2 separate regions of the Callithrix jacchus genome follow, and region 2 is linked to region 1. Evidence: chromatin contacts called from public Hi-C data. All regions are on one chromosome and are shown on one strand. The core of a region is the stretch at or near the end of the contact, and the rest is flanking DNA. Distances in the headings are between cores, read along the strand shown.

Region 1 (4,000 bases), core at 547-3,046:
CTGGCCTCTGGCTGCAACCCCAACCTCACATCTACCCTGGATGCTGTCCTCAGTGCCAAAAGATAGTCAAGCTGGGCACATACCCCCACCCAAACATTTATTCATTCATGCGTTCACAGGAGCACCTGCCACACAGAATGCGCCGTGCTGAAAGTTCCTAACAGGGCAAGCCAGGGCTTCTACACAGCCAGACAAAAACTATGTACAGAAAACCGTAACTCAGCCGGGCATGGTGGCTCATGTGTGTAATCCCAGCACTTTGGGGGACCAAGGAGGGTGGGTCACTTGAGGTAAGGAGTTTGAGAACAACCTGGCCAACATGGTGAAACCCTGTCTCTATCAAAAATATAAAAAATTGGCTGGGCACGGTGGCACACGCCTATAATCCCAGCACTTTGGGAGGTTGAGGCGGGTGGATCACGAGGTCAAGAGATTGAGACCATCCTGGTCAACAGGATGAAACCCCGTCTCTACTAAAAATACAAAAATTAGCTGGGCATGGTAGTGTGCGCCTGTAGTCCCAGCTACTCGGGAGGCTAAGGCAGGAGAATTGCTTGAACCGAGGAGGCGGAGGGTGCGGTGAGCCGAGATTGTGCGATTGCACTCCAGTCTGGGTAACAACAGCGAAACTCCGTCTCAAAAAAAAAAAAAATTAGCTGGGCATGGTGGTGTACGCCTATAATCCCCGCTACTTGGGAGGTTGAGGCAGGAGAATTGCTTGAACCCGGGAGGTGGAGGTTGCAGTGAGCCGAGATCGCACCACTGCACTCCAGCCTGGGTGACAGAGCTGGACTGTATCTCAAACAAAACAAAACAAAAACCATAACCCAAGCCAGAGGACCCCAAATACCATGAAGCAGGAATGGGCACTGCTGAGGTGGGCACTGAGAAGGAGCCCTGGGTGAGGGTAGCCACTCTGCACCTTCCAACAGATGCAGTGCCTGGGACAAACCACTCAGTTTCCCCGCCACATGGAGATAACATGATATCTGTGGTTAAGAATATTATGGGGGTTTGGCCAGGTGTGACACCGGTGGCTCACACCTGTAATCCCAGCACTTTGGGAGGCCGAGGGGAGGATCATGATATCAGGAGACTGAGACCACCCTGGCCAACATGGTGAAACCTGGTCTCTACTAAAAATACAAAAAATTAGCTGGGGGTGGCAGCACATGCCTGTAATTCCAGCTACTCGGTTGGCTGACTCAGGAGAATCACTTGAGCCCTGGAGGTGGAGGTTGCAGTGAGCCTAGATCGTGTCACTGCTCTCCAGCCTGGGTGACAGACTGAGACTCCATCTCAAAAAAAAAAAAAAAAAAAGATATTATGAGGGTTCAAGGAGATAACAGAGGGGCAAGCACAGTGCCAAGCATGAGTGTGCTGTAAATGCTGTTTGCCATCTGTTCAAGGCAGGTGGGTGAAACACTCCCACGGCCTGCAGAACAGGAGGCCACTTCCTGGTAGAATCAAGAAAGGTGAAGTCTGGGAGGGTGGGGAAGTCAGCAACCGTGGAAGAAGAAGCTGTGGAAGAATATTAAAAGCCTGGGACAGTATAGAAAATAGAAGTCAAGAGTTCCCTGTGCATGCTTGAGCCATGCAGGGCATCCAGAGGCCTTCTGAGAACCCAGGCTGGGAAAGCAAGTGGGCTCTGTTCGGGATGGGTCTTGAGTTGGCATTCGGAGTTTAGATTTTATCTAGTGGACAAGGAATCCTGAAAGGTTTCTGAGCAACAGCGAGACCCTCAGAGATGTCTTTCTGGAAAGACATTTGTCCTGTTAGCAACAGGGCAGGGATGAGCTCTGGGGACAGCCAGAAGGCAGGGGGACAGGAGCAAGGTGTCATCAGGACAGGCTGAGGGCCCCTCTAAGGTGAGCCGCCATGGACAGAGGAAGGGAAGGTGAGGAGGGGAAGAAAGGAAGGGGAGGAGCCCGGCAGGACCTGGCACTGCTTACCTGGGGAGGAGACAGTGAGGGTTCGCAGCCTGGTGGCTGGGAGGGCAAGTGCACCATCACCAGGAATGGAACTAAGGGAGGCAAGTTTGAAGCGGAGCTGGGAGAAGGGCCTGCCTGAGGGCAGCAGAGGCAAGTGAGCCCCACATCAGCATGGGAACACTGCTGGGCTCTCCTGGGCAGGCTGGCTTGGGGCTCTGATGGGTGTTCCCACCTGCTGACTGTGTGCTAAGGAGGGAAGGTGCAGCAAAATACCTCCTGACATCAGAACAGTGCTGAGCTGGGGGCCGAGGCTGCTCCTGTAGGGTACAGGAGGGACATGCAGGCTCCATGTAGCACCAGCCCCTGGTCTACTGGAGAGGGCATTTTTAGAGACCAAACTCAATTATAGAGACCGAGGAGATAAGGTGGTCAGCACATCTAGGTGGGGCTTTTTGAAAGAGGAGTGGAAAGTCAGAACTAGTGCTCAGAAAAAAGACACAGGCTAGTAGCCAATGGTGAATGACAGATGTACCCAAAGACACCTGAGATGGGGTGGCCATACAGGGCAGGATCCAGGAGGCCGAGAGGGCAAAGGCAGCCAGGACATCAACATGGAAATGGAAGCCCAGACAGTGCCAGAGGTGACAATCAGGTGAGATCGGGGTTGAGGGCCTGGTCTGCCTTCTCAGCCATGAGCCAGGCTCTCCTGGCAAGAACACAGACCCTCCCGCCTGTCTACTGCCCAACGCAGCCTTAAACCATTCTCCTTCCAGCTGGTGGTCCCATGTAGCTGTCAATCTCCTGACCTACTTCCTACTTGCTTTCTAAGCCCATCAAGAAAGGAGCTAGATCCCAAGTCATGGCACTGAAGGAGTTGGGCAGAAGGAGAGGCCACAGTGGGTGACAACAGTGAAGTCCGTGCCCCCCAGCTAGCACCAAAGAGGCATCCTCACCTTCCTGCCATGGGCATCCGAGATGCTATGCCGAGAGACATCTATCAGCTCTCCCTCCAGCAGCACACCATTTCCCCTGGGGATGGAAAGAAAGGGAGAGCTGGTTCTGTCAGTTCTCAGCAAGTCTCACCTGTGTCCTATTCACCCAGTCCTCAGCAGGCTGGGTACTGAGCCTCCTGTCCCTCTGCTTCCTATGTAGGGGCCTCCAACCCTGCAAGGGTCCCAAAGGCTGGCATACTGCCCAGATGCCAGGAGGAACCTTGTCGGGCTGCCCTACAATCAAGCTATGGACCCTCCTACATGGCCACTGGGAGTTCCTGGAACCAGAGCCTCAGTCTCATCTATAAAACGGGGAGACAAACAGCCGCCTCGTTTGGCTCCTCTAATGAGGACATAAGACCATGTATGTGAGGGTTTTTTTGAAGCTATTAAGTGCTTACTAATATCAAAGATTTTACCTTTTTATTAGGCCAAACGCCAAGGGATGTATCTAAGCTGCATAATTATTTTCCCTTTCCACCTGTTTTTAAACATTCTCATATTAAATATCCATGTGGTCATTAACCTGAGGAAATGGTTATTGCTGAGAGGTGAAGAAACCAAAACTCAGAAGTGTGGGACTAGCTCAAGATCACACGGTCCTCACCGAGGGGAGGCGGACCCCTGGCTTCCTGACGCTGGCTTTCATAAAGGCAGAACCTGAATCCTTCCTCTTTTGCATCCACAGAAATGGGAGAAGGGTGGGGGCAGCTGGAGATGACAGTGAAAGAGGGATGAAAGGGGAAGGGAAAACTCCACGGAAACTGTCTCTATCCAACACATCCCCACCACTGGCAATTATTTTTCTACATTTTTTTTTTTTTTTTTTGAGATGGAGTTTTGCTTTTGTTACCCAGACTGGAGTGCAATGGCACCATCTCGGCTCACTGCAACCTCCGCCTTCTGGGTTCAAGCAATTCTCCTGCCTCAGCCTCTTGAGTAGCTGGGACTACAGGCGTGCACCACCATAACCAGCTAATTTTCTATTTTTAGTAGAGACGGGGTTTCACCTCGTTGACCAGGATAGTCTCGATCTCTTGACCTCGTGATCCACCCACCTTGGCCTCCCAAAGTGCT
Region 2 (3,945 bases), core at 956-3,455, 170 kb after region 1:
AGTTCCCTGCTCTGGTCAGTACTGCCCACCCCTACCTTGTCCAGGCCCCCTTCCCCACCCTGCAACGGGAAGCCAGGCAGGGCACTCTGCCTTCTACCTCGCACGCCTCAAGCCAGGCGTGCACTTGGCCCCGGCCCCGGCCTGCAGGACAGCTGGGGGGAGCCCAGCCCCCAGAAGACCCCTGTCCTACATCCCTGTCTGGAAGTTGGTGTCCCTAAAGTGGATTGCAACACACGTCATCCACTTCGGCCCTAGCTGGAACGCCACATCAGAGCCCCCACCAGGGACAAAGCCGGGACAAGCCCCTCGTCAGGCACACACTGTCAAAACCAGGAGCAGGGGCCAGGGCAGAGCGGGGTGAGGGCACCACAGGGGACCAAGAAGGGCTGTCCTCGAGGAGGCCCAGGACCACCTGTGGGGGAAGGACCTCAGTCATTTCTAATTCCTGGGTCCACCTTGCGACGGGGATGGCCGCAAGTCAGAGCTCCCCGGAAAGAGCAATGTTTTAAGAAGGAAAGTGAAGCTCACAAAGGGAAAACAAGGGTTTTTGAGCAAAGGGGTCTTTCGAAGGTAACTTACTCTTTTTTTTTCTTTCCAACTCCGAGTCACCTATGACCTTTTTTGATGGAGATGCATTTTCTGTTCCAAGCGTAAGCTTCCTCGTGTGCTGTGCGTGCTTCCTACCCACCCACCTGGAGCAGCCTGGCTGGCAGGACTGGGGCCCAGGTTGCCCTGGCCCTAGAGGAGCAGCTGTTGGCAGCAGCCTGAGCAGGCTGGGGTAAGGAAGGAGAAGGCAGCTCGGGGAAGCCCTCCACCCCTGCCTGGCCCCTGCAGCCACTGACTCCTCCGTCCTGTGTCCCCTCCGTGGCCGCCAGGGCTGCTGACTCTGCTCAGCCAACAGTGCGCTCCCTTGCTCGCCTGCTCTCTTCCCCTCTGTTCCCACGCCAGCTCCTGCCCCTGCAACCAGAGGTGACAGGCCCAGGGCAGTGAAATAGCACATTCAGGAACTCTAGGGCACCTGGACCCCCACCCACGTGCCTCCTGAGGACTCAGTGGGGTGGGGCAGGCAGGGGCCGTCCCCAAAGGCACAGATGAAGCCACTAGCTTCAGCCCAGAAACCCGGAGCGGGGAACAGCCTGGGGTGGGCAGAACCCATCTGCAGCGCAGCCACCCCCAAGGCTGAATCCTCAAGTGAAGTACCAAGCCAGGCCTCAGGGTGACTGTGACAAGGACTGAGGGGTGGACAGGGTGGCCCGAGTGTGGCTCCCAGACCCCGAGGCCCCACGGCCTCCCAGGTACCCACCATGATGACCCTCAGGTGGCAGTGACCCCGTCACTGTACAAGACATTTTCTCCTGCTGAGCAGAAGGCATCATCCCCTGCAACTACCTCTTCCCACAACGTCTTTCTCCCCTGGTACCAAAAAGAACCCTGTACCTCCTCCTCCTCCTTTCTCCCGCCAGTGCAGTGGCCTTGGGCTTGGAAACTGAAGGGAGAAGGTCTGGCCCCCGGGGTGGGGCACTCCTTTCCCTCCCCAACCCCGCCATCCGCACTGGCCCTCTTCGAGGTTCGATACTTGAACGCCCCCTGCCCTGTGCCTTGGACCTGGGCAAAGCTGGGAGGAGGAAACAGCACAACTCACAGTTTGAGCTGGGGGTGGTCTCCGCAAGGCTCCTGTCCGCACCCCTCCCTGACCTTCTCAAAAGAGGCGCACAGCCTCTCGGGTGACTTGGAAACTCCTGGACGAATTCCATTCTAACTTATTTTGACATGTATACAAACCAACTGTTTAGAGATTCCACTTGTGCAAAGCCCTACTGTGTTTTTATGTTCCTGTTTAAAAGAGAGGTTTACTTAGCAATAATTATAAATAAATGAATATTCTTTAGTGAGGTGACTGCAAATGCATCTTTCCCCAGCTCTTGGGGACCTGGCCCTCACCCCCAGCAGGAACTCCCAGCCCCACACAGCAGGGCTGCGCTCTCCCGGGCCCGGGGAATGCTGAGACCATCCTCTGCCCTGGAATGGCCACCCACAGGGCCAGGCACCTACAGCCAGCTGCTCTAGGCCCAAGAGAGTCGTGTGGGCCAAGGCCCTGCATTCCCACCCCTTGCAGAGAAAAGCTTCTTCCCCTCCCCACCCACCCACAGGGCTCCAGGAAAGAAGCCAGCTCCCGATGCCAGGCCAGGCTTCAGAGGCTACATTCTGCAAGGCTGCCAGCCCTGTGCTGTGACAGGCAAGAAGACGCAGGAAGCCCTGAGCTACCTCCCAGGGGCTGGGCCTGCGGGAGCCAGCAGTCTGCTTTTCTTCTCACAGCCCTGCAAGTTTCAGGGCATTACTCAGGAAGAGGAAGCAGAGGCACCAGTGTGGGTGGAGGGCAAGAGCCCTTCCAAAGCCACTGAGTCTACAGCAATAGTCGGGTTTCGGGAGCCATGGGGGTCCCCCAGTACTTAGGAAAGGGACTTTGTAAGATGGGGTTTCACTCTGTTGCTCAGGCTGGAGTGCAGTGGTGCCATCATAGCTCACTACGGCCTCAAACTCCTGGGCTCAAGTGGTCTTCCCACCTTGGCCTAGGACTGTAGACATGAGCCACTACACCTGGTCAGGACCTTATAAAGATTATACAACTCTTCTCCAGGACATTTTAACACCAACAAATAGAAGCTAATCACTATGCAGAAGACAGTTATTTGATTATATGTAGCTTTAGAGAAACTGTTTATTCTTCCTTTTTACATGGGGCTAAAGAATGTGCATAGAGCAATTTTTTTTTTTTTTGAGACAGTCTTGCTCTGTGACCCAGGCTGGAGTGCAACAGCATGATCTCGGCTCACTGCAACCTCCACCTCCCAGGTTCAAACCATTTTCCTGCCTCAGCCTCCCGAATAGCTGGGACTACAGGCGCGTGTCACCATGCCCAGCTAATTTTTGTATTTTATGTAGAGACAGGGTTGCACTATGTTGGCCAGGCTGGTCTTGAACTCCTGGCCTCAAGTGATCCACCCACCTCAGCCTCCCAAAGTGCTGGGATTACAGGCTGTGCCACAGTGCCTGGCGGAGAGCAGTTTTTCTGAAGCTTCTCGTTTTGCCACTACATGGTGAAAGTGAACCCAAGCCTGGGAACCGCTGGCCCGGATGATGTGGGGCCCTTATTCACACGCACCCAAGCCCCCGCAAACCCACGCAGCCTTGGAAAGAAGTGTGAGGCAGGTGTGGGTACCTGTCTTTAGTACCTAGAAAAAGGCTAAGAATATGGCCTAGAGATGTTTAGATTAAAACCAAGGAAGAAAAAGATCAATGACGACCTATCAGGAACTGAGTCACTCTCAGAATGGAGAACCGGACACAGAAACTGGATGGTGCTAGGAACTTCCAGGGAACCCAGAGAGTCCCAAAGCTCCGTGGGGGCCCTGTGGAATGAATGCAGGTCAGGAGGGCTGCCTGGTCCCTCCCCGCAGTGGCAGCCCTTCCTTAAGGGCTCCGGTCTGACCCAGAGGAACCCCCCAGCTCTAGCAGGGCCTCAGCCTCGGGGCCCCCGCTGCCTCCTCCCCTCAGGGACAAACACAGCAGACAGTTTTGTGAAGAGCTTTTTAGTAGCTAAATATGGCACCATGTGTTCCAAGGGCAATATAAATTACAGTATGCAAAACATACCAACTGGCTGAGGTAAGACACGCTGCTCCTGCCTCACATCACAGGAGGGGAAACACATGTGCTTTAAAAATCTCGCTTATAAAAACGTCCCCTAAAAAGGCCTCCAGAGAGGGGCTGTGAGGCTCACCCTCCGCCGCACTCAGGAGGCCCGCTGGCTCGGCCCGGCCCGTCCACTGCAGCCACGCGGCACCTCCCTACTGCCTGCCCAGGGCTCTGTCCAGGTTGCTCTTAATGGTGTCCAGGAAGTCCGTGGTGTTCAGGAAGTGTTCGTTCAGCTTCACGCTGCGGAGA

The links. Hi-C and Micro-C count contacts between places; a contact is called where the count stands out from the background.
Region 2: a Hi-C map of induced pluripotent stem cells shows a contact between it and region 1, with 4 times the contacts expected there. The contact joins two enhancer-like sites. A contact is called at or near these places in 3 of 3 Hi-C or Micro-C datasets (induced pluripotent stem cells and skeletal muscle).

Annotation. Positions count from the first base shown.
Region 1 is chr6:19,076,840-19,080,839 of calJac240_pri, forward strand. It overlaps ARPIN (actin related protein 2/3 complex inhibitor), which reads right to left. Exons shown (of 6, transcript XM_078326776.1): 2 at 2,885-2,960. Among named protein-coding and RNA genes, the nearest start is that of ARPIN, 4.0 kb to the right of the region's middle. Within about 2 kb of position 1,797, at least 2 of the 16 cell types and tissues checked have an H3K27ac peak or open chromatin away from gene starts, as enhancers often do.
Region 2 is chr6:19,245,341-19,249,285 of calJac240_pri, forward strand. ZNF710 (zinc finger protein 710) reads left to right here. Exons shown (of 4, transcript XM_054257247.2): 4 at 1-1,888. IDH2 (isocitrate dehydrogenase (NADP(+)) 2) reads right to left here. Exons shown (of 11, transcript XM_035303833.2): 11 at 3,575-3,936. The coding sequence ends at 3,849. Among named protein-coding and RNA genes, the nearest start is that of IDH2, 17 kb to the right of the region's middle. Within about 2 kb of position 2,206, at least 7 of the 16 cell types and tissues checked have an H3K27ac peak or open chromatin away from gene starts, as enhancers often do.